Linked DNA regions of Mus musculus: region 2 is linked to region 1. A link is a contact called in public Hi-C data. All regions are on one chromosome and are shown on one strand. Each heading gives the region's core, a stretch centred on a gene start, on an enhancer-like site or on the middle of the called end of the contact. The rest is flanking DNA. Distances are from core to core; before and after follow the strand shown. Region 1 overlaps Car10 (carbonic anhydrase 10). Region 2 overlaps Car10 (carbonic anhydrase 10).

Region 1 (5,626 bases), core at 2,082-4,581:
CTCAGTTGGCCTCACATTTTTCTTCAATTGTTTGGTTTCTTTCCTAGCTTGTGTAATATTTTACATTCAAGTTCCTTTCCTTTATGACATTTAATGCAATTCAATGTACTTAGAAATAAAATTAAAACCTAAAAAAGTCCTAAAGGCAATTATGTGTCACCTATGTGTTCTGATCACACATGTGCATCCCTCAAATGAGAGAACATAGCAGAGAAAAGAAGAACCAAATTACACGTGGCTGCTTGTCATACCAGCACTGAGGAGGCTGAGGTGAAATGGCAGTATGTTTCAGTTCAGAGTAGCTACACACCTCTGAGTTCCAGACCAACCTGGGTTATGAAGTGAGTGAGCCCCGTACTACAGAGAATAAAGAAAGCAGCAGACAGTTGTGTTTACAGCAATAGGTACTAAAGATATGCCATTGAATCAGTACGTTAACCTACTCGCAACAATCTCTCCAAATCTTCACTTTGAAAAAAATCTTTTACTCCAGCCAACGAGAATAAAGTGGCTCCTGCCCACACCATTTGTTTACTGTTTCTGTCAATTGATATCATCTGAGATAGCTTCTCCCCAACAAATGTTATTTACTTCCTGTCTGCAACCATCATCAGCCCAAGGGAACACTCCTTTATTGCTATGGTCTGGATCCATATATTATTCTTTGTGGAAGACTTCACCTGTCAGTTGATCCTTTACTCATCTGTGAATACCGAGTAATCAGTGTTTTGATTATAACTCACTTTCCTACTGTCACTTCCTTCTTCCCTGTTCCTTGATGATTAACTAAGTGATGGAGAGCTTTGGGTCTTCTCTGAACCTCACTAACAGCACATGTTAGACAATCCTTAATTTATTAATATTTGAGTACAGTTGATGCTTCCTCCTAATGGTTGCAGATGTCTATTGACAGTGGGGAAGAAAGAGATAACTACCTTTCTACAGAACCCGGTGCACTCCAAGCTTTACCTGCAAGCTTGGTTCTACTTTCAACTTGCCACAAATTAGATTCACCTGAGTAGAGAGCCTCACCTGAAGAGTTGTCCTGATCATCTTAACAGATGTCGGAAGACCCACTCCTGTGGAGTGGGGGTGTGGGAGGCTCCTTTTGGTAGCAGCCCATATGAAACAGGAGGAAGCTTATTTGCCTCTTGTTTGCTTCTCTTGCCCCATCTAGTTGATATCCAGTTGTTGTAGCCCATTCCTTCACTCATACCAGAGCCAGCTTTTCTAGCATTCCATCAGTGACTAAGGAACAGCAGCTCTCTGGGGAATCTCTAGGTTTGTTACACCAAATTAGGACTGCTGAAGCAGCCAGCCTCCTGTTGAACTCTCAACCTCTCAAGTAGGAGATAATTGTTATCATTTTAACATAATCTGATTTAATAAATTATTTTCCTATATGTATATATATATATTAATCCTTTCAGTTTTGCTCCACAAGAAGACCCTGACTAACATATGTGTGCCTCCTTTAATCCCTACCCCCTGCAAGTTCATTAGGAGTATTTCATCCCATACGAGAGAAAACTGGATTTCAAAATTACTTCATTGGGCTTATTTTTCTGGCAAGTAGAGAAGATGAAACAAAGACTCAAGTCTCGGTTTATATCCATAAGAAACATAAACCTATATAAACACCTCTGGTATGTATCAATTAAAAACAAGGAATAATTAGGACCTCTTATAACATCGGTGAGTCTCAGAGATTGTTGAGTAAGAAAAAGAACACCTTGTGAAGGGGCTGGTTTTTGTTTGTTTGAAACAGGTTATCATGTAGTTGAGGCTTTCCTAGAAATCACTGTGTAACCAAGTATGACCTGAACTTCTGATTCTCCTACTCCTAAATGCTGGGATTACAGGGGCCATAATTATGGGTCTAAATTATGAAATGTTTGGGACTGACCCCAGAGTTTTGTGCACTCTACCAACATATATTCAGGCAATGGGAAAAGAGGCATGAATGTCACTACCCCCTATTTGGAAGACAAGAGAGAAGTTGACATTTTACATTTTGCTAAATATAGTAGGAGCTCCATCATGTGTGTGTGTGTTATATTCAGAAAAAACAACCAGCATAATTATGGTGTGTATATCAGAGAAAAGGTTGTTCATTGAGTATAGAACAGTGGGGAAAAAAACCATAATTGTAACTATTCCCATTTGGTGTATACAAGTTAATATGATCTCTCCCTTTTTATAATTAAGGTCCAAGAAGATGTTGCTTTCCCTCATTGGAGACTCTGATAAACTCAGTTTGACCAGACAGTTAACCTGTATATCCTCTATCTCATTGTAGTGTGAGTTAATTCAATACTACTCTCTTTCTGGCCTGGGGCTTGGTATATTTCCTTCTTTATGCTCTTATACCACTACCCTATCTCCATTCTGATAACCATCTGTGTTATCATTTCACAACCATGTTGGATATATGTACAGGTACCATACAAACACTGCAGCAAAAGAGCAAAATACTAAAGATATTAGCTAAAAGGTGTCATAATAAAGGTAAACCTGGTGTTCAGATACAATCAGAATACTAGGATCAGGCATGTCCAATAGATAGTCCCGGTGTCTTAGTTAGGGTCACTATTGCTATGGTGAGGGACCATGAGCAAAAAGCAAATTGAAGAGGAAAGGGTTTATTTGGCTTACATCTCCACATCACTAGTCCTTATTGGAGGAAGTCAGGTCAGAAACTCAAGCAGGACAGGAACGTGGACACAGGAGCCAATGCAGAGGCCGTGGAGAAGTGCTGTTTACTGGCTTACTTATAATGACTTGCTTAGCCTGCATTCTTATAGGACCCAGAACCACCAATCCAGGGATGGCCCCACCCACAATGGGCTGGGTCCTCCCCCATTGACTGTTAATTAAGAAAATTACTTACAGCCAGATCTTATGGAGGCATTTTCTCAATTGAGATTCTTTCCTTTAAAATAACTCTAGCTTGTGTCAAGTTGACATAAAACCAGCTATCACACCCAGTAATCATGAGGTTGAGGCAGGAGGATTACAGTTTCTAGTCTAGAGATAGAGAGAGAGAGAGAGAGAGAGAGAGAGAGAGAGAGAGAGAGAGAGAGAGAGAGAGAGAGGAAAAGGAAGAGGGAGAGAGAGCAGGGTCTTTTATTACCTTCATGTCCCAAATCCCTTAATTTGTTAAATTTTCACCCCATCACTTCTGAAGTCCAGGACACCCTTGCTGATGTCATGGGTGTCGTGATTATCTCATGAGATAGTGCACATGGACATATTCTGAGCTAGAACATGGGAGAGGAGCTCACCTGAGTCTCCAGCACAGCTTCAGGAGCTCACTACCCTCCATCTGCCACTCTTCCTCTGACCTACTTTTCCTTTCTGGAGCTTGGTAGGTGATCCCACTAACGAACCCAACCTTCTGTTGTCATGAAGGTGAGCTAACGAGAATCTGTGGATGTGTCTTGCTCATACAATAACCAGGGAGCTCAGGTCTTTGGGTCTGCCTTCTTGTATCCATCCTTAGAGATCAAGAGTTCCAGGTTACTCCTCTGTGTTTGATCCCAGATGAAACAGATGGGAACTGGCTCAGAGGATATAATCTTCTATCCCTCACCTCATCAACTATCATAGAAATTGATTTCCTTATTTTCATTTATTTCAAAGCTGGAGGCCTAACCTAGGGCCTTATACTTGGACACAAGTACTAAACCACTGATCTCTCTTCCCAGTCATCTTTCAATTAAAAAAAAAAAACATAATTATTACATAAGACACCAATAATTCAGGCAATGGGAAAATAGACACCAATGTCACCACCACCTGTATGGAAGAGAAGTTGTCATTTGCTAAATATGGTAGTAGCTCCATCTTTAAACACATTTTTGAAGGTATGATCTATAGTTTGCTTCTCCACCATTTCTATGTACTGCATTTCCAAATTTCAGCCCAATCACGTGTATTTGTGCTTTCTCCCCCTACTTACAACATCATAGACTGATTTTGGAGTTCTATTGAAGTTACATAATACACATCCTAGCTCTCTTGGTAACTTGCTTTTCTCACTTACCAGTTCAGTTCATACATTTCAACTGTTGTATGGAATCCACTGGGTATATGACCACTGATTTGTCCATTTCACATACTCAGAGTTAGAGTCTATATTTTCAGCTACTCTTTGTTGTGCTACATTGTGTACCTCTGTGTAGACCTCATTGTTTATACACTAAGCTATCTCATATAGAAGAAACTTAGGATAGAGAATGAGAAAATGAATTGTTGAATTACAGGGTATGCCTATCCTGCAATGAACTAGATATTTCTAAGGTAGTTACAACAGTTTAAATCACCAAATCTTTTGGCCACATCCTTTGATGCAATCAGATTTCAAAATGTGTGCTGATAGGATGGTTTGAAATGCTATACCACTGCAGTTTTAATCTCTGCCAAACCCCAGTAAGAGTGAATAAATTGCTCATGTATTTATGGCTGTTTGAAATTCTTCATTTTCAATCAGCCTTATTGACATCCACTAAATTGTTTATTAATTTGATCAATTCTGGTCCCAGAGAATTGGACCCTTCCCAGCAATACTCAATCAATTACATCTACTTCTGGTTTCCAGAAGTTTCCTCTTTCAGTTGAACCCAAATGTACATTGTTGATGTTTCCTGGTTATGCATTATAGGATGGCATCACAGCTAACCTTTCTTCTTTATGGTTACTTTGTCCCTCTATTTCTTCATTGATTTGATCCTCACTGGAGTCCTAAATGACACAGTCATGCCACCAAGGAGATACAGGCCTTACAATGTACCCTGTAGCCCTTTAATAAGAAATTTGAATACTTGCAGGGACACAGAGCACTACTCTAAGTGAATGTACAGAAGAGCAAGGGCAATACCCACATGTTAATACAAGTGGTTAATGATAGTGGCCCTATCGATATGATGGTGAGGCAAGCCTCATTAGATGGGTTGAGCGAACAATGCCTGTGAGAAAAGAGCCAAAATGGACAGGCTGATGAAGATGTTTCATGAACAGAGTAAAGAGACCAGTGCTTTTCATGGAAGGTCTACAAGCACTTTCAAATGCTAATAGGGATGAACTAGTAGAGCAGTAAACATCCTTATGTTTGGGAATAAAGGGGTTATAATTGCAGAAGCAGAGGCCATTAAAAGCTGAGAGACTGAGACTCACATTCAAAGCCTTAGGACTAAGATTTCATATCTGCAGCCACACTATCCCTACATAAAAAGAACAAAACAAAGAGACAGAGTTCAGATGCAGAAAAAGTGTTCTGGCCATGAGGAGTCAAGGAATTCCCATCTGCCTCAAGTTTATTTGTGTATCCAATGAAAAAGGCATTACCAATTCCCAAGAAAAAACAGACAAGCCCACAACTGGTGCAATTCACTAGTTGAGAATTACTAAAGAAAAAAAAATAGCAAAACTCTACATGAAAATGGTCAAGCAACTTATAAACATCATACAATTTTAAGAAGTCACTTAAAATTTTTGAACCATATCCCATCCCACCCCGCCCCTCTGCTACCATTCCCATTACTTAAAAAGGGTCAGCCTTCATCTTGTACTCTTTATGGTGTTTAAATGACAATGGTCCCTATGAGCCCATGTGTTTGGTCCCCAG
Region 2 (5,963 bases), core at 631-3,130, 240 kb before region 1:
CAATTCCTCAGGTACTACCTACCTTATTTTGGAGACAGTGACCTTTAAGTCACCAAATAGATGAAGCTGGATGGCTAACAAGTCCCATTTGTCTCCACCGCTCTAGCTTTGGAAAGGTAAAAGCATGGGGCTGTGCCTCAGGTTTTTAAAATGTGGGCTCTAGTGACAAAAATCAGCTCTTTAGCTTGCAAGGCAAATATGTGATCATTTGCACTGATTCTTCAGCTCTGACATTTCATTCTCAGGATCACCTCATGATGCTGGATATGAAAGGCTGTATCCATTTGTTAAGGCCTGGCGACTGTGATTTGGAGTGGTAGAATCATTTGTCTAAAGCCACAAGGCTGAAAGCAGTCAGAAAGTGAACCCAAATTTATTCCAAACCATTGGTCTTTTCCAACGTTGGTCTGAAAGTGAGTTAGCACCATTATTTTCTCAATAGTGTCTTTTATGTGTGCATGATCAAATGTGAACATGTGAGAAATTTTATATGCTTCATGTATTATATCTGTACAAAGTCTTACTGTGATGACCTGCCACTAATTCAGTGTTATTGTGAAATTTTTATTATTTAACTTCTAAATTTTATTTTTCATTTTTTCCCCATAGGAAGCCAGATCCCTGGAGTTTCTAACTAGGTAGTCATTTAATAAAATTCAATATAGCACCCGCTTTTCAAGTTAACAATCCTTCTCTTCTGGTCAAGGGCAAATTTGGATGATGAAAGATGTTATAGGCTTCTAGACTTTGAAACCAGTAGTATTTATCACCCTTGGTTTAAAAATAGGAGGCCAAGTGTCTTGAAGCATTTTATCTTTCCAATGCATAATTAATTGCCTTGTTTAAAAACTCTTATGGAGTAGGTGTTTCAGTGTTAAGATCATAACTTTATATTCATCCATTAATCTACTTCTCTTGGAAATATATATTAATAGATTAAAAAAAAAACCAAACTATGCTCCAGAGAGATGCCTGTCTTCTCTCCAAGTCAAAGGAAATAGCTAATGGCATCTTAAAATGAAGGCCCCCAGCTCTAGATTCCATATTTAGAGCATTTTCCCCCTGGATTATCTTGCCTGGGTCTCAACTCTAGTTTTTTGAGTATATATTCTTGCTGTATTAGATGATTTATTTTATTGTGGGAAAGACCCAGATGGAACCAGCACTGTGTGAATTAACCTCCATTTGCATCTAAGCTCCCCTTGGGGCTAAATGTGGGTTGTAGACCTGTTATGGCTTCGCAATTCTGAGAGATAAATATCTGAGGTGGCTTGTGTGTCATCTGTGCCATAAGGGATGGGACTGCTGAACTGATGCGCAGAGATGAACATGGAAGAGTTTGGCTTCTTGCTTTCTTTAAAGACTATTAATTATTTTCAAAGATAACTTGATTCATTATTAAAACTTCCGTAGAAATTCAACAAAGTAGGAGAGTAAGTGCCCTCCTTTCCACATAGCTAATACCTCTATGTAGTCTGTACTTTTTCAGGCAGGAAAAAGAAAGCTGAAAATCACAAATAAATCCCATGCATTAGCCTTAAGGTTCTATTTATAATGGCTCCTATCCTTCTTCTTACCACTTTGCCCAGCAAAAAAAATGGAGCATTCCTTTCCATCTGTCCAATGTGACCTTTACAGGTTTCTTAATAATACAATTTTATTCTCATTCTTATTTTTTCTTTCCAAAATTTTTATGCCAACCAACATCAGGAGTAGATGATAAGACCCCACTGCCAAAGGCACTTTGGTTGCAGGAGATAGAGAAATCAAGATGGAACACAGCCAGAAGTTCCTTCCCTGCTGGCCAGCTTTCATAGTGCCAGATGGTGCAGTCCAGGCTGTGGAGGGAGAAAAGGCACCATGAGCCTCACAGACTGTAAACCCTGTGGTCTATAGTACCACCCTGCCAGGCAAGGTGTGCTCAGGTGACATAATGGCATGGCCTCTATGGAAGTAACCACCTACTTTCTGACTGCATTTGAACCCTGCTTCACATGAGGGTGTTCATGTCTGTATTGTAAACTTGGTCAAAAGTCCATGGCTTGGAAGAACCCAGTATGGTTGCTTTGTGAAACAGACAGTGCATATGATCACATGTTTAACCAACATTAGAGACAACACTTGTAGTTTTCAGTGTACAACAGCACAGAAACTTTTGTTGGAGGAGATATAAATGCATCAAGTTGGGTCTTTGGAGATGTTCATACTTATCGTTAAGAAAAGAACATGCTTGAACATGTTCACTGCTCTCCTGCCATATACAGACCATTAAGGCTCAAATGATCCTACCTGGAAGAAGAGGTAAGCAGAAATGTATCACTGATTTGCTCATCAAGTATGAAGAGTATGAAGCCAAGGTCTGCTGGTCACAGCACTAGCCAATGACTATACATATGAAAGAATGGCAGGACACTGGGGTCTAGGACACTGTGCTCCTTAGAGCTCACTGGGAAGAGGTTGGCCTATGATCAGTTATCTAAAATAAGTAAATAAGAGGTCTAAATGGGAAAGAGAAATGCAATAGAAAGTCAGAAAACTTCAAATACAAATCAAAGATCTGTCAGAGAAATCATATGAAAACCAACTTCAGGAATTAGCACCAAACAGCTCACTCCTCAATAAGCAATGTGTTCCCAGTGCTTGCATGAAGCTACTCAGTGTGGAACAGGGTGGAGTGCATTGTGTCTTCATTACAGTTATCCCATAAGAGATCAACCTGACTCCTTTTATGGATTAAAAAAGGAGAAAAGGTAGCAGAATATACAGGGGCCTGCAGAATTGGGTTGAAATCTTGGGTCCATACTGTAACAATTTGAACCTAAAAAAATGTCGTTTTAAGTCTCAGAATTTTACTTGGGATAGGGCATACACCTGAATCTACTTTAGAACACCTGATACAGAGTCCTAAGTTATTGACTATCTCTTTAGTTTATAGAGCCTTGAAGTATTGACTCTCTCTCCCTCTCTCTCTCTCTCTCTCTCTCTCTCTCTCTCTCTCTCTCTCTCTCTTTAGTTCAGTACCACATAGCCAGAAAGGGTCAGGCTGGATTTATAGCATTTATGTTTATTCTAAAACTGGTGAGCTGATTTCCAGTTTACAAAACTTGATACATATTTATCATATGTCTGAAGGCAAAAAGGTGAACCTTGTAATGTACTTTAACGCTGAGTCTAATTATCCTCATTATGTATCTATGTATCTATCTATTTATCTATTCACCTATCTACTCATCTGTCTGTCTATCTATCCACCTATCTACTCATCTATCTACTCATCTATCTATCTCTCTCTCTCTCTCTCTCTCTCTCTCTCTATCTATCTATCTAATCTATCCACATATATGATACATAGTTATGACATCTATAAGTAATTTATTGCAGCTATAATAAGACAGAGCTAGTATGTGGCAGAAAAAAAGAGGAAGAGGGCTCCTGAACTAGACAGGCATCACTGTAAGTAGAGCACATGTGGTACAATCATGAGGACTTGAGTTTGGATCCCTAGCATTATAAGAGGCTGGGCACAATGGCATTTGCCTACAGTTCCAGTGTGGACAAGCAGAGACACAAGGATGCTGGAGTCAGTGAGCGAACTTGTCTCAAAAAATTAGGTAGCAAAGCATAGAAGCCTGAGGTGGGCCTCTGACTTCCTCTGATGTGTACTCATGTAATGCATATCCATATATATATGTACAAACACATAGAAAACATACATATGCATATAGCACACACATGCGTATAGCACACACATGCATATAGCACACACATGCACAACACACGCAGACACACACAGACACACACACACAGACACACACACACAGACACACACACACACAGACACACACAGACACACACAGACACACACACACACACACACACACACACACACACACACACACCAGAACAGAACAAAACAGAGACTGTTTGCAAATTTGTAGAGTAGGTTTATGCTTGAGGATAGAAAGGATGACAATTTCAGTTTATAACAGATTGGCTCTTAGAGTCCCATGGATTATGTATGTGCAGGAGAGAGTACAAATGGGAACTGCAGCATAAAGGCATCACCAGCAGAGAACTGACTTCATGAAACACGGGTCCAGATGGCTCGAGTATGGAACTAAAACACCAGAATTACAGCCCCAAAATGTCTGGTTATGATTCCAGATACCTTAAAGCAAAGAGATCAACACTAAAGCGAAATCAGCGACAGGGCAGAACAGGGCAGAGCTTGGGAAAGCAGACTGCAGTTTATGGTCAGAAAGGGGAGACATCTCAGTTGGTAAAAATGTTTTCCACACATACATGAGGACCTGAGCTCAGATCCTTGGCACCTATGAAGAAGCTAGCATTCATCTGTAATTTCCACCCTGGGAGTGTGGAGACAGACAGCTTTTAAACTCATTGGCTGGATAGCAAAGCAGAGTTGATGAGCTCCAGTGAAAAGCAGTGTCAAAGATAAGGCAGAGGTCTATTGAGAAAGACACTTGATGTCAGCCTCTTCCACCTCCATTCATTCTTCGTGTTGTTTACAAATGCATGCATGCACACACACACTGAATACATACACATACATATACACACACAGACATGCAAGCACATATATGCATTAAACCAACAGGAAGTGAAGGAATTGGGTATACTTTAGAAAGGCCCACACAGCTGCGTGGATTGGTCAGGAACTGGATTAACATTCTGGGAAGGTACATGATAGGAAGAGGGCTAGACAGAAATGACTTCACTTTCATTAGTCCTGTACAACACAGTCTCCTTTGCCCATCCTGAGGAAGTACCCCCTCTCCCTCCCCTCACTTTCTCTTGTCTTCAGAACCTCATGGCCCTGCATCAACTCTACAGTCGACATGTCGTGTCAATTTTTCATTCTGTGCAACTCTATCTACATACATGTACTGATACTGGTGATCCACCGTCATCCCCCCCCCCCTTTCTCATTTAATGGCTCTCATACACATCCATCATGCTGGCTGTGTTGCTTTATTAGCATGCACGAGGGTTACCCCTTCCTCTCTGGTAGACATTCTACAGCATGGTGCCCTGACAGTGTTCTAGTGCAGATCTCATGCATGTATATAGAAAGACAAACATTCAAATATTCTCCTGTGGGTGAATATCAGAATGCACTGTACAAAGACTCATGGAAAATCAGATCAGGGAGTGGTTTGATATATCCTGAAGAAAACTTGGGCAGTTATCAAAATCACAGAAAAGCACAGGCAGAAGTTCCTTCTAAAGCAAAGGACAGAGTGAGGTCAGTTTTTTATTATTTTTGCAACTCTTTTCAACATCTTTTGTAGAAACAGACAAAACTCAAAATAAAAATGAAACAATGAAATCAGACAAAATCCTCTCATTCTAAATTTAGTAACATTATTGTCCCACAGAGCAAGATCTCCATGAGTGGGGATGCTGACCCAATCCACTGTGACTGTGTTTGCTCTGTAGGTTTTGCTTAGCACTTGATGAAGCCATACCAGGATCAGCGGAGATGGAACATTTTATTTCTTGTTCCTCTTTTCAGAAATACTTCCCATGTGCACCCAGATAGTTAATCGCACCAGCCTGAACAGGGTCACACATTTGCCTCTGATGTCATTCCTTGTATGGGTATGAAATTACCACAGCTATCTAGAATATCTGAGTTTTATCTTCCAAGTGTGATTGGGTAGTGTTTTCTGAGAGTAAGTGGATAGAAGATGGGGTCTTCTGTGGCTACTTTCTACATATAATTATTTCATAAAAAATAGAAAATTGGGTCAGGGAGGTGGTCAAGGGTAGAAGACTTGCCTTGCATATGTGAGGCTTTCAGAGAGAGGGGGGAGGGGGAGGAGGAGAGGGAGAGAAGGAGGGAGGGAGGGAGGGAGAGAGAGAGAGAGAGAGAGAGAGAGAGAGAGAATAGAGGAATAGAGGATGTGATTACAATAGGCTTGGGGCTAAGAACTAGCTCT

The links. A called contact is a pair of places that touch in the nucleus more often than the background predicts.
Region 2: a contact with region 1 is called in a Hi-C map of cerebellum, with 2.0 times the contacts expected there. The contact joins two enhancer-like sites. A contact is called at or near these places in 2 of 484 Hi-C or Micro-C datasets (cerebellum and nephron progenitors) and 1 of 115 datasets of contacts at active chromatin or transcription factors (heart atrium).

The regions. Positions count from the first base shown.
Region 1 is chr11:93,152,821-93,158,446 of GRCm38.p6, reverse strand. The region is part of intron 2 of Car10 (carbonic anhydrase 10); the gene reads right to left. Among named protein-coding and RNA genes, the nearest start is that of Car10, 57 kb to the right of the region's middle. Within about 2 kb of position 3,331, at least 2 of the 459 cell types and tissues checked have an H3K27ac peak or open chromatin away from gene starts, as enhancers often do. A contact at or near this core is called in cerebellum, where this site is marked.
Region 2 is chr11:93,389,463-93,395,425 of GRCm38.p6, reverse strand. The region is part of intron 4 of Car10 (carbonic anhydrase 10); the gene reads right to left. Gm35002 (a long non-coding RNA gene) reads right to left here. Exons shown (of 2, transcript XR_388957.4): 2 at 1-5,963. Among named protein-coding and RNA genes, the nearest start is that of Gm24856, 21 kb to the left of the region's middle. Within about 2 kb of position 1,880, at least 3 of the 459 cell types and tissues checked have an H3K27ac peak or open chromatin away from gene starts, as enhancers often do. A contact at or near this core is called in cerebellum, where this site is marked.